2 separate regions of the Mus musculus genome follow, and region 1 is linked to region 2. The links are chromatin contacts, called in public promoter capture Hi-C maps. All regions are on one chromosome and are shown on one strand. The core of a region is the stretch at or near the end of the contact, and the rest is flanking DNA. Distances in the headings are between cores, read along the strand shown.

Region 1 (6,641 bases), core at 900-3,399, 230 kb before region 2:
AGAGAAGTAGGTCCTGTTTTGCCCACCTAGCAGACCCTCCGTCCAGAATTTTGAACATGTTAAATAAAAAGTGTCTAGCTACATTTGAAATTAACCAGCTCTCTGGATTTGTGATGTCAAACACACAGGCTGAGGAGTAAGTAGTTCCAAAGCGTTCTTTTACTTTCTACTAGGAAACCAAACCAAATTTAAAGTAAGGTTGTAAGAATTATGCAGTGAACTGCAATCTATCCTTTGCTTGGGCACATTATTTTGGTTATTTTTCTCTTTGTTATACTCATTTCATTATTACTGTCACCACCACTGTCACCACCTTCATTCTTGTTACTAAATCATTCATGAGGACCTTACATACATCATGATTCTCTACCTCCAGAACCCCAGCTTGGATCTTCTTTGTTGAATAGAGATAGTCCTTCACCAAAAATGAGTTTTGTTTGGGTTATTTATTTATTTATTTTAGGTAGAATAAGAGGGGCTCTGTTGAAGTCTTTGTGACCAAAGTGTAGGCTGATTCAAAGTCTGTCTTGTATGGATTCCTTTTCAAAGCTGGGAGCACAGAGGACAGCCCATTGCATGTCTCGAGGACTTTATTGCTTCCATAAACTATATTTTTCCACGTTCGTTTTAAATACATGAAATGAAGACAACATTCCCAAGATTTGCTTGTGACCTTGAATTTTATTTATGTTATATATTTATTTCACAGTACACATAGTACACATTGTGGAAGGATGAAAACTTGTATTTTACTAACAGTCCCCAAAGTCTTTTTAGATTTTCGGCTGCCACCATGTAGCCTGCACACTACTGCATTTGAAAAATGTAGGCCTTTTAAGAAATTATACCTTTTAGTTAACCAAGGGGAAAACTTTCCATTCTTCTGTGAGTCATCCTCTCTCCCATGGGAAACTTTAAAAACCCAGTGTTGGATTAGCACAGTAGGGCGACAAGGAGGTAATCCGATTCACTTCACTCAATGTGCAATGAATTTTGCAAGTGACTTTCTGGGGTGGGAGGTTGCTCACTAGTAATTTGGGTCTCAGTCATGATGTTCTGTAGAAGGCAGCTCTCAAGGCAGACCAAAACAGGATGCCAGAAAAATGGTATAAACAGTCGTCTGGCCACTCTGGCCATGTGGGAATGCACCCATGCTGCGTCACCCTTCCCAGCTGTCTCTGTGAACGCGGCGCCTGGGGCACTTTAAGGAGCAGCCCAGATTTCCCCTCTAAGAACCCAAAGACTTGACAGAGCTAGAATTCTGAGACAACTTGCTCCAACACGAATCGACAGCATCCCCAATACTTTCCTTCCTCTTAGCTGGCTACCAGCATCTCCACTCTCAACTTGAGGACACCCCGCCCCCACCACGCTCATAGTCTCAATTCTAACCTCTGAGACGGGTTTGAGAAAGTGCCCGCGGTGGAACGCACCAGGCGCGGTCCAGCCACCAGTGACTCCCAGCGGCCGCACAGGGCGCTGCGCCCCTCTCGCCCTGGCCTCCCCCGCCCGGCGTCCGCCCTGCCGCCCCCGCGCCGCCTCCTGAGCCAGGGCTGGAGGCGGATTCCTCTGTCCGGGTTTTCAGAGCGCCTTTCCGAAATCTCCTCCCCGCCCAGAAAGAGAGAGAGATCCCAGGCGCAATCGCTCCCCGGAGCGGCCGAGGGGCGCGCGGGGAGAGGCCTGCGCCGGGGTACTTTCAAACTGAGGCGCGCGCACACACTCACACCCACCCACCCACCCACCCACCTAGACACACACGCGGACAAACACACACACACGCGATCACACACACATACACACTCACTCACTCACACACACATACACACACGCCCATTTATATAGGCGGCGGCAGTGGCCAGGGCGGCGGCAACGGGCTCAGGAGCGATGGAGCTGAGCCGGCTGACCCCGGTTGAAAGCAAGTGAGGAGGACCCAAGCACACTCCGAGATTTCCGTGCTCAGCGCTTGTCATCTTTCCTAGACAGCCGTGCTCCCGGAGGAGGACAGGTCAGACTAAGCTGTGAAGGAGAGGGTGGGCAAGAGGAGGAGGCCAGGTGAGCAGAGGAGCCCTCAGCGTCTCTGGACTGCCCGGATCGCTCCTTGCCGGACTCCTGCCCTCTCCTCGCTCAGGTGGGCGCGCCAGGTCTCTAGCTCACAAGGGTCGCTCAGAGGAGAAGGGAAAGTCGCGGCCCGGCTGCGCGGGATGCCTTTCGCCAAGCGGATCGTGGAGCCGCAGTGGCTTTGCCGGCAGCGGCGCCCGGCGCCCGGCCCAGATGAGGACACGAGTGGAGGCAGCGTTGAGCCGCCGCCGCCCCTGCAGCCGCCTGGCCGGCGGGAAGAGGCCGAGGCACCGGAGCCAGAAGAGCCTCCTCGTGTGCCCCCTGCGCCTCTCCCACTGCCACCTCTGCCGCCGTCTTTGCCGGCGCCGGCCGAGCAGGATCAGCAGCCACCCAGCGAAGCGCGGGAGGCCGGGGAGGAGAGCGTGGCGGGGGTCTCGGAGGCAGCATCGGCCCCAGGCGAGACGTCCGAGGCTTCAGCCGAGGCTGTGCTGCTCATGTTAGACCTGTGCGCGGTCAGCAACGCTGCGCTGGCCAGGGTCCTCCGGCAGCTCTCAGACGTAGCCCGGCACGCGTGCAGCCTCTTCCAGGAGCTCGAGAGCGACATCCAGCTTACTCACCGCCGTGTCTGGGCGCTGCAGGGCAAGCTCGGTAGCGTGCAGCGCGTCCTCAGCACGTTGGACCCCAAGCAGGAGGCAGTGCGTGAGTACCAGCGCCGTCCATCCTCTAGGGTGCTAGGCTCAGCGCCTCACCCTTTTACTGTCTCCACTCACCACAATCCCAGGCCCGAGGCGCCTAGCCTGCTGCAACTTGCACCTTACTCTTGCCTTTCTTCCCTTCTGCCCTGAGATCCACCCCAGTACTCCGGGTTGAGTAGCTGGGGTGGCCCCTGACCGATGCAGGCATGCAGGCATGGAGGGCAGAAAGTTAAAAGGACGGCTTCTGAACTCATAGACACCCTTGGCGTTCAGAATGGGCAGGTGGGGAGCATTTAGGGAGCCAGACAGGAGGTAGAGAAAGAAGGTCTGTCATTTACCACTGGGACAGACATGCCTTTCATGTCCTTGGGAAGAAGGAGGGGGTGCAACTCCTGTAGCTTCCAGGAGCCCACTACCGGGTTGCACTTTTGGGGGGGTCTTAAAAGTAGTAGGTGTCCTTTTAAGATGTCTGTGGGAGACAAGGTGCTTTGTCACACTTGCTGTGGCCTCGGGTGCCCGGGTCTCGTGCCTTTGGAAGGTGTGTGACCTAGTCCAGCATCATTGGCTGGCTGCCTAGAATGAACTCCACTGTGCTCTATGGAGAACCCTGGGAACAGGAAAGGCCTTGATGAGGGCCTGGAAGGAATGCCTGGACCTTGGGGAAGATAAGGGGATCCCCGAGTGTCTTTTCTGCCCTGGGTTAGTTACCTAGGGCTCTTAATGAATGCTCCTTTGGACTATCTGTCTTCTGAGCATCCCACAAACTCTTCTTCCTCCGTCTTAGTGCCTTGTTGCACAAATCCAGACTCAGGTGTGAGCCAGTCCAGCCAGGCAGGTTACAGCGAGAGAGCAAGGACGGTGAGCTAGGAGACGTCTGGACATCTTTACTGCACATTGACTTTACTCTTGAACCACAGTAGACGTCCTGAGAAGTAGTCTCTGCTAAGTACTCTCCCAGGGGCATGCAGTCCTCCCCCACTGGTGCATGGCCTCCCATACCTGGCACCCCCAAACCTGGCAGTGACAGACTCATTTAGGAAAATGACTTGTGGAGCAGAGTGCAGGTCCTTTGGCTCCTAGTTCAGCTGAGATGCTATGGGGAAGGTGATGTCAGCGGCTCTGCCTTACATAAGAAGTCTTTTCTGTTGCTGCAGCAGCTGCTCTGGTGTGAGGTGGTCACCGAATGAGCCAGAGGAGCTTCAACAGCATCTTAGGGGCATTTCCCTGTACCTCTGTCGGGCAGCTCAGCCCAGCTTTTTGGCCTAGCCTGCGGGCTTGGGCATTCCTTTCCCTTACCCCTTCCTCCCTAGAAGAACCCTTTGAACCCCGCCCCAGGAATTCACCGCTTTTCTACAATAACAATAATAATAAGCATAATGAATAAATGATGTGCCAGATCAGTTTTCGCAGCTATAAAAGACCTGGAGTTGGGTTAATGACTAGTTGTTTAAAAGGGCAATTCCGGGGATGAGTTCTGGAAAGAATTAGGATTGCCCTAGGCCAAGTCGTATTTTACTTTTGGGACTGGAAATGAGCACTTTAATTCTGCCATTTTCCCCCCAAACCACCCAACAGGGGCAGGCCCTTCACTTTCAGCAGCGCTGATATTTGGGTAGTTCTATTGGGGGGGGGAGTTAGCGGGAGAGTGGTGACTTCAAAAGAACTGGAGGGAAGTTCTGCAGACAGTTGAATGGTGCATACATTTTCCACGTGCACATCTGACACAGGCATACTTCTTCTTAAACAAAATTTACACTGCCAAAGTAGAATGTATTCTCCTCACTACCCTTCCTATTAGTGGCTCCAGTAAGTGGTTCCGAATCTTGAATTTAATAGCCCCTTCCAGTCATTTTCACCATCAGAGTATAAATGAATGGAAGATGGAGATAGGTGGATTGTTTGTGTGTTGGTGTAGTTGATGAATAATACTCAATATTAATACTCTATTAACGTATATGTGAATAAAAAAAGATGGGGCCACAGGAAAGGTCTTAAAATAGATCGTTTCAAACACTTCTAAAATGTTTTTATTAATTATTATTATTATCATTGTGGATGTGCATGATGTGGGTAGGGCACATGGAAGTCAGAAGACAACTTTGTGGACTCATCTCTCTTCTAACACTATGTGTAGGTCCCAGGAATGGAACTCGGGTCACCTAGGCTTGCTCCTCGAGTGCTTTTACCCACTAAACCATCTCGCAAGTTGTCCTCTAAAATTTTTTTTTTCTAAAATGTCTCAATGTTTGCTACCCTGATTTCTCCCTCCTCTCATCCATTTAGATGTAGGATGGTACTGTACTGTCCTTGCTTGGTATCATAACCTTCAGGAGTAAAGGCATACCATTTTGCATCTTAGTTTGACTTTCCCAGAATTCAGAGCTCCAGACAAGGATTTCCATGCTAGTAGTTTGAGAGCGGGTCCCAGGAGTCACATGGAGTGAGTGGGAAAATCAAACAGGAGGGTAGAGGCTGATAGTCATGAGACAGAGATTACCGCAGACCCTTTTGAGTCAAGCTAGCCGAAGACATACCATCTCAGATCTGCTTCGCTTGGGGGAGGGGAGGGTGAAGAGATTGGAATCTCTGTACTGATTCTCCCTTGATAGGTGGAAAGGAGCACCTGAGCAAGACTTATCTGCCTTCTAGAGTCAGCCCCATCTACAATTTTAGCATGCATCTGGGAGTCACAGAGATAGGAGAAGTCTGTGGCGTACACATGCGTGTCTGCAGGGGTTCTCTTGAGAGGGCAGAAGGGCTGATTAGACTACTGTTATCAACTACATTATGAATCTCCCTTTAAGATTGTTCCAGCCTGGGAGTAGTTTGGAAGGGAGGAGACTTCTTCCCCTTGGTTGTCTGTGCCTCTATACCTGCTCTTTGCTTTCCTACACATGAGTGCCTCACACGCTTCCTGCTCTCTCCTAAGGGAGCTGCTTCCTGTTGCCCTGAGTCATGGTAGGGGACATTTTGGTGAATGGCCTAATCTGATATACACTTCATAGAAGTCACTTTTGAGGCAAGTTTGGGCTGGTAAGGCAGTTAGATAGTGCAACTAATCTTGAGGACGAGAAACAAAGAAATGGTCAGATCTAAATTCATTTTGGAAATATAGCTGATAGGACTTACTAAGTAGATTAGGTACAGGGTATGAGAAAAAGTCATTTAGATGTCCGACTTGTAGTTTCCTTTGCTTAGATAAGTCATCGAAGTTGATGACATTTACAGAAACAGAAGGCTACTGGGACAGTGGACATTTTATTCTAAAGGGAATGTGATCCATAGTTTTCTATTTGAAGCCTGTTAAGTTTGAGGTGTCTGGTGAGTGTTGAAAGTGCTGAGTTAGATGTGTGAGTTGAGAGCATAAGAGAAAGGTCCAAGTTGAAGATGAAGATGTGAGACAGGAAGATAAAGAAGGCATGCAAAGCCGTGGGACTAGGAACAACGGAGATGCTATGGAAAAGGAGAGTGGTACTTGCAGGAAGGCACTAGTTGTTAGGCATACTGGAATTTCACAGAAGGGAGGAAAATAGTATAGAGCCCAGGGGAGCCCAACTTTCAGTTTCATAGGAAAAGAGGAAGAATTAAAACGAACAATTAGTCTAGAAGATGTGGGAGTTCACTGTAGTGTAAATTGCAGCCCTTAGGAAGCAGAGGCAGGAAACCTTGAGTAAGGACTACACTACACTGCACTACACACACACACACACACACACACACACACACACACACACACATACATAGAGAGAGACAGAGACAGACAGAGAGATAGAGAGGAGAGACAGAGAGATACAGAGATAGAAGCAGAGAGAGACAGAAACACACAGAGATTCTGCTTCCAAAAACAAACAAAACATCACTAAGTGCTATAAGTCAGTGGTAGGGCGC
Region 2 (7,307 bases), core at 2,407-4,906:
GCATATGCTAGATACTCTACCACTGAACCACATGCGCAGCCCACTTCCTATCCCTTTACCATGTGATATATCTGCTTTAATGGATCCTGGCCTCGGGCCTGGTGGAGATTGGGGCAGTTGCAGGGCAACATAACTCAAGGCTGTGGCTAGCTGGCTCTTTAATTTTGTGTGCATGTTTATGTATGCATGGGAATCCAGCAGATGGGCTGCAAGAAGGTAGGCAGCAATCTACTGACAAGGAGCAGGAACTCTGAATAAATCACATTGATCTGGATAGCAAGTTTGCCTTCAGGGATCAGGGACTTAGGTGTACAGGCAGAAAAGGTATTTACCTAGCTTTTTCCTGAAATGCCAGAAAACTTAAAAATGGGTCAGTGGTGAATACAAAATACCCTTATGGCTACAGCCCCAAAAGAATTTGACTTGTTTTGGAGTCATCCAGAATAAGGCAAAGGAAGTTCAGTGGCCTACATCTAGATTTCTCAAGGGGGATGAGAGAGAGCAGTCAGTTGGACAGCTGTAATCCCCAAGTCACAGGTTGTAGATCATATGAGTGGATATGGCTGGAACTCACGAGAAGAACTCTGGGAAATTGATTTTGAGCCAACTGCTGGCACAACTTATCATGCAAATGATAACCCCAGCAGATGCTAACTTGTGGTCCTGATCACTTAAATGGCTATATCAGATTCAGATATATACCTGAAACCACATTTAAACTCTTCTACATTCATTCTGTAAGAGGGAAGTTTGAACCAAATAATACAGAGACACTAAGATCCCAAAGCCACAAAATACTAAGGCTGGTTCCATCATAAACTAAATGATCATTGGTAGCCCAAATCATTGATGTTCCAACTATGTTTTCTTCAGGTGTACTTCTCTCTTAGCTGCTGCAAGTGTGAGCTGCTAAAGTCTAGAGCTCCTCCTTCTCTAGAGAATTGTACCACCAACACTCTTGAATCCAGGGGAGCAGCAGAGCTCCCTATTTTGATAAGCAGAGTGTTCTACCAAGTCCAGCTGAACTCTTTTTGACTTTCCTTCTGTCTATTAATTCTCTTCTCCATCTTTCTGTAGCATTGTCCTCGGTCTTTATCACCCTTGGGAATAGTGCTTCTGGCCTAGAGTACACAGAAAGAAGCCTGGGAATTCATGGACATTATGCAACTTGGGTTCAATAAGTGGTCCATTCTGGTATCACAGATAATAGCCTACCCAGAAGTAAGCAGTACTTATATCAGAACTTTGCATCAGACTTGCATGCCTTTAGATGACCACCCACCCACACACACACACACACATTCTGTCATCTCATCAGAGCTTTCCTCTTGGTCCTTCTGTTAAGGTGAAAGGCAAGTTCACAGGATACAGGGCACTCTTTTCCCCTTGACATCTGGTTTGATTCTGGGCAGCTAAATAATGTCTTTGCAATGAATAACAAAAGCTAATTCACTGTGGTTTTTAAAACACCAACTGCAAATATTTTCCCTTTTCAGCTTGGGGTCACTGGAAGGGGGAAAAAACGGAGCTGAGAGAGATTAACCCAGAGAAAATAAAACGATGGCAGCATGTTCTTTCATTTGTGAGGGCCCATTTCTGAATGAGTGTTGTTCAAGGCAAGACTGTGGCTCTGCAGAAGAGTTTGAAATACCACTTTCATTCACCTTTCCTTGCAAAAACCCACCCCACATGACTGTGTCTGTCTGTCAATTCCTGCCAACTCTATGCCCATCTGCCAGAACCACTGATTCCCATGGATTGGGGGGGGGGGGGCGACTAGGCCCGGTCCGTGGCACACAATGGCTTTCAAGAACCCAAAAGGTTATCCTCTCTGTTTCGCCTCTCACTGACTTTTCCTCTCGATTTACTCCTGCCTTTGCCTTTCTTCCTTTCTGTAATACCCAGACACTTTACTAATGGGTGGGGCACAGTGCAATTAGCAGAATTTTTGGCAACAGCTCTTCTATCCACTGGTGTCACTGAGAAGGCTGAAGATTTAGTCTGGGTCACTTATACAAGGTTTAGGCCAAACTTGCTTTTGACTTAAGCTTGTTGTTGTTGTTTTAAATATTTTTTAAGGATTATAATGCGTCTATCATTTTCCTCTTCCTTTCTCCCTCCAAACCCTCCCATATACTCCTCATTGCTCTCTTTCAAATTTATAGCTTCTTTTTTGAAATCAATTGTTATCACATGCCCATGTATATGTACACATGTATGCCTAACTAGAACCTGCTCAGTATGTATAATATTACTTTGTACACATGTTTTCAGGGCTGACTAGTGTTAAATAACTTATTGGTGTGCTTTTCCTCGAGGAAGGTTTGTTGCTCTGAGACAGAGTCTTACCATGGAGGGCTGACTGGTCAGAAATTTAATGTGTAGACCAAGTTGTCCTCAAACTCCCAGAAATCCCTGCCTCAGCCTTCATGGTACACAGATTGCAGGTATGCACCATCTCAGATCTGATTTGGGCTGTTTTGGGACATCCCAGGACATCATCACCATTCAGTTTCTTCCTGCATGGCAGTAAGGTACCTTGGGGGGGCGGGGAGTTATGACCGTGCAAAGCTCTGATGACTCTCTGAGAAGAAAGCAATCCATTCACTTAACCAGTTGTTCTTCAGATACTTGGAATTACTTCTTCATTTTTTTCTTTTTCTTTCATCTATTTTATCTTAATTCATAGTTTTACTTGCTGGGCTAAAATGGGAGGTGAAGCAGATGCCATGACAATATATAGCTACTAGAGAAAGGATTCCCTTTATGACTAAAAATGGAGAAAGCTTGACTAGAGTCCATGTTTGTGAAGTGACTTCATGAGCTTTGTCTTGTCCTATTACTGTTAATCTGTATTCAGTTGTTGAGCATGTTGATACAGGTGGAGGTGGTGATGGTGATGGTGGTGTGGTGGTGGTGGTGGTGGTGGTGGTGGTGGTCGTGTGTGTGTGTGAAGAGTGGGAGGGGATCAGAAAATCATTTGCAACCTGCAAAGAGCAAATTCTAATCATATCTGCCCCTGTCACTCTCTTTGTCACTTGGATAGGTTTGCAAATATTTGCAGACCTGCTGCTCAGCCCTCACAGCAAGCACAAATTTCACAGCCAAGCATACCATTGCCATCCTGATGAGAAAAATGGGAGTATGCTGGGGCAGTTGTGGAGTGATGGGATGGAAAGAATCCCTTCTTGTGATTGGGCAGCAGACATAGGGGCCCAGCTCCTGTGGCTCTCTGGCTTTTAGTATTTGTTCAGCTTCCTGTCTCTCTCAGTGTGCTAATGGTTTCCATAGCCACAGGGCACCTGGCAGAGGTTCTTAAATGGGTCAGGCCTGAGGTTCTGCAGTTCTAACAGGCTCCCAGGTGATGCTGATGCTAAGGATACCTTAGCCAACTGCACTTGGAATTCCAAGGCTGTAAAGAAGTACCACTGTGTTCCGAGCTGTGCAGAACTGGGAATGGAATAGTGCTAAGCCCCTCCTTTGGAGACAGGGTGTGTCTGAGGCTGTCCCAGTCCTGATTTGCCATTCAAGTGAACCCCAAAGGGATTAGCAGCTGGCCCAGCAATTGGGTGAGACCATCTACCCCTCCAGGGGGGTGTCCCAGAGGCAATGCAGAGGTTGTGTGAAAATCTGCAATCCTCCTTGCTGAAGGTTGCCCCTTCTCACCCTCCCCACCCCCCTACCCTGTGTGCTGACTTAAGCAGATCAGCTTTCAGTTCTCTGGCATTCCGAGAAGCTTTGCAGAAAAGAAAAGGCCCTTCCTTAAGAAGCAGAGCTGGAATCCAAGCATGGCTCTTGCCTGCTGCATGCCCAAGAATGAAGGTATTTGGGGTTTGCAGCATTTCCTGGCAAGACAAAGAGGGAGGGGTGCTGGGGAGGCCGGGCCCCTGGAGAGGAACTTGCCCTTCTGTCTGTAACTGCTTCCTATTCTTGGGTGAAACAGCACTGTGTTTCCTGAGGGAAAAAAAAGTGAGCCCTTTCACAGGGACAGATGTGAGGAAGGAAAGCGCGCCTGGCCCTCATTCAGAACTGACTTTGACATTTACAGTCTGCCTCCTAAGCTTCCGGTTGGTTCCTTGTGCTGTTCATGCTGCATGCCCTACATTTTGTGCTCTTTCTGAGACGGTGGGACTTCCACAGCCCGAGAGGGAGTTCAGTCTTTTCCCTGTTTGAAGGAGGGAGCAGGGATGGTCTAAGGAAGATTCTTCCTGGGTAGGGTCCTAGGGCTCTGGCTCAGGGTTTTGGGGAAAGTGACTTCACCTTGCATGGGATCATCCTAGGCCTCCTCACCCCTTCTCCTTCATCATTTCCACTCCACACCCCACACCCCACTTCAAACCCCCATCTTCTAGGAATTCCGGGATCACTCTCCCACTCTAAGATTGAACGTAGAGATGTATGGCCCTGTGTGTGGCTCCTTAAGCAACCTTGAACTGAGTTCAAGTTCACTCCTCTATTCTTTTTTCCCCCATCTTCAATGGCCTCCTGCTAAGTGTTTTCGACCACTTTGAAAAGAAAGCAATCCATTCACTTAACCAGTTGTTCTTCAGATACTTGGAATTACTTCTTCTTCATTTTTTCTTTTTCTTTCATCTATTTTATCTTAATTCATAGTTTTACTTTTGTATTGTTCTTTACTTTCTTTCTTGATTTCATAGGATTGGCCACACACAGAACCCTTTTTGGGAAGTATTGAACAGTGTTCATCCTTATAACCCCAGATACTTGCTTAGGTTGTCCACTGGAGCTAGGCAGCTTGAGAGTCGAAGCTGCCTATTCTCTCTGCCTGGATGAAAGCACTGTATTGAATGTTTGCCACCATTGACTGCCTCTATGGAGACTGATGCAGGCCCACTCCCTGATGAGTCTCCCATTAGTCTAACCAGTGGTGCTGAGTGTGCTCTCCTCAGTGTGTGTACCACCCTGCCACCCAAGAAGATTCCCTCTGACTTGCATTTGCAGGGATGGGGATGGGAAAGCACTGGTTTGTGCATCTTTATTACTAAAGAGGAGAAAGGAAGACAGAGTCTGATGGGTGCCACTGAGGTTGGGGCAATGTGCCAAGATATTGCAGACTTTGTAGTGGATTTTCAAATCTCTGATGTCATACACATGTATAGTAACCAATCGTAATTTCATGGGCCCGCTCCAGACCAATTAAATCAGAAGTTTCCAGGAATGGGTCCAGGTATCAGTATGTTTTCTTGTTGAAACTCTCTGCAGGTGTTATCAGTATGTAGCTGGGTTAAAGAATCACTGATCAGAAAAAGAAAGATCGACCCCGCTATCACCACAATCTTCAGTTTCCCTCCCAAAACCAAGTAAGACCATTAAAAACCTAAGTTCATACATTTTCATACAGATCAGCAGATCCAGGAGGAGTGCTCAATAGCCAGGCAGCCTTTATTCATTGAGCTAGAAGGGCTAAGAGACAGAAGAGAGTACAAAAGCAAGAATGTTCTTCAAGGTCCCGGCTAGATGGTACTGGCTTAAGACCAAGTAGAAAGATGAGGAGAAGGTCCATCTGAGCGACTTGACCCAGCATACTGGCAAGAGGTTAAGAAATTGGGCATGGTGGTGCACATGTGAAAGTGGCTGACAAGCTAGGGTGGAAAGGAGACCCACTATAGGACTACTGGGCAGAGGGTTCAATACCTTGTGGCTTTTAGCATGCTATTATTTTGATTGTCTTTGAGCATTAGTCTCAGCAAAAACAGGGCACCTCAGCTGACACTGGATGGCTCATATGGAGGAAGACCAGACCCTTAACTCAAAGGTGACTCCAACCTTTGGCAGATACTGTACTCAGCACAGTAAACAGCTGAAGGGAAAATGACTGCTTTTTGTATCAACCCAAATTTTATTATACCAGATTTCATTATAAAAATGTTAGAGGTTTGGGGAGTGTGTTTATTACAGAAACAATGTAGTTATAGTGATCTTCAACATCTTTCAAACTGGAGTCTCAAAGGGAGTTTTATTTACTAGATTTAAAGCTGTGGAACAATTGTTTTGTATGATTGCCTTATAAGCACAGGGATAATTCAAGGAAAATCAACTCTCTGTTTTCTTTCCTCTTTAACCCCTGCTGAATTTCCCCAATCTGAAGAGTGGTACAGCCACCTAGAACAATGCCAGATCTTGGAACTGATAAACTGTATTTGGGCAAGACTTGCAGGGGATAGAAGGATGGGCTTCAGGAAAAGTGGGACACGTGACTGAAGTTCCAGACTCCTATTGCTTCTGGCTTAGAAGGGTGTTTTAGGGCTTTGAACATGTGTATGATAACCACTTAGGCAAATGTCAGGCAAGGACTGACACTTGTGCAAACCATAGTCACTGTAACTAGTTATACCAAGATACCTAGTCATTCATATTTTCCAGAAGCAAGGCTTTTAAATCAGCCCCGATGTCAGCTCAGCCCTTAGTTTATTCCTGAGAACTCTGCACTCATACATTGATTGTTACCGTCTTGTGGCAAAGATCATTTTGTATTGACAGTTCTGATTCTCGAGTTGGTTTATCTGATTTTTGTATTCATTATCGGGAGTTTTTAAACTACAAAATGCTTATTAAAGGGGATGCTTGGTTTTTAAAAAGTAAGCATGAAACTTCCAGAGGTCAGGAGGCAGAGGCAGATGGATCATGAGTTCAAGGCCAGCATGGGCTATAAACAACATTCAGGGTCACCCAAAGCTACAGAGTGAGGCACTGTCCATAAATAAATAAGTAAATAAATAAACAAACAAACTAAATAGATATTGAAAGCTATAAATTCTTCTTAGAGTGCAGCTTTGGTAGCTTCTATATTTCTATCATGATGCCAATTGTTGTTTCTATCCTCTGTAGATTTTGCAGAGATGATGTGGTGTAAGGGAAACTGAGCTTTGATATGTGACAGATCTGGGTCTGAATCCTTACCCTGCTATTTACTAGTTGTAGGTGTAGGGCAAGATACAGGCCCACAGTTGCCTTAATTCTCAAATGGCCATCTTATTATTTGCCTTGTGTATCCTTAAAGGAGAATTAAAAGAAAGAATATAGCTAAAGGAAAACATGATGCACCTGTAGATGCTCAACACATGGTAAATATAGAAAATAAGAATATTTAACATAATGTATCATTGGCCCAAACAAGAACTTTGTGTCTGGAAAGCTGTTCTCCATTTGCATGTCTTAGGCAGAAGGCCAGGACAGTAGGTGTCCTTTCTGGATCAACCCTCTTAGCCTAATGTCTACCGGAGGCATTGGCAGATGGGACATGAAAACAACAACAGTATGCCTAGAGGAGAGAATGAAGCCAAATG

The links. Promoter capture Hi-C pulls out the DNA fragments that hold promoters and counts their contacts.
Region 1: a promoter capture Hi-C map of neural stem cells shows a contact between it and region 2. The contact joins the promoter of Nhs here to the enhancer-like site in region 2. A contact is called at or near these places in 11 of 39 promoter capture datasets (the 3T3-L1 cell line, the HPC-7 cell line, HPC-7-derived erythroid cells and 8 more), 1 of 484 Hi-C or Micro-C datasets (embryonic stem cells) and 5 of 115 datasets of contacts at active chromatin or transcription factors (embryonic stem cells and neural tube).

Annotation. Positions count from the first base shown.
Region 1 is chrX:162,154,949-162,161,589 of GRCm38.p6, reverse strand. Nhs (NHS actin remodeling regulator) reads left to right here and starts at 2,149. Exons shown (of 9, transcript NM_001290526.1): 1 at 2,149-2,757. The coding sequence starts at 2,202.
Region 2 is chrX:161,922,785-161,930,091 of GRCm38.p6, reverse strand. The region is part of intron 1 of Nhs (NHS actin remodeling regulator); the gene reads left to right. Among named protein-coding and RNA genes, the nearest start is that of Scml1, 94 kb to the right of the region's middle. Within about 2 kb of position 3,656, at least 78 of the 459 cell types and tissues checked have an H3K27ac peak or open chromatin away from gene starts, as enhancers often do. A contact at or near this core is called in the HPC-7 cell line, neural stem cells and stem cell-derived epiblast-like cells, where this site is marked.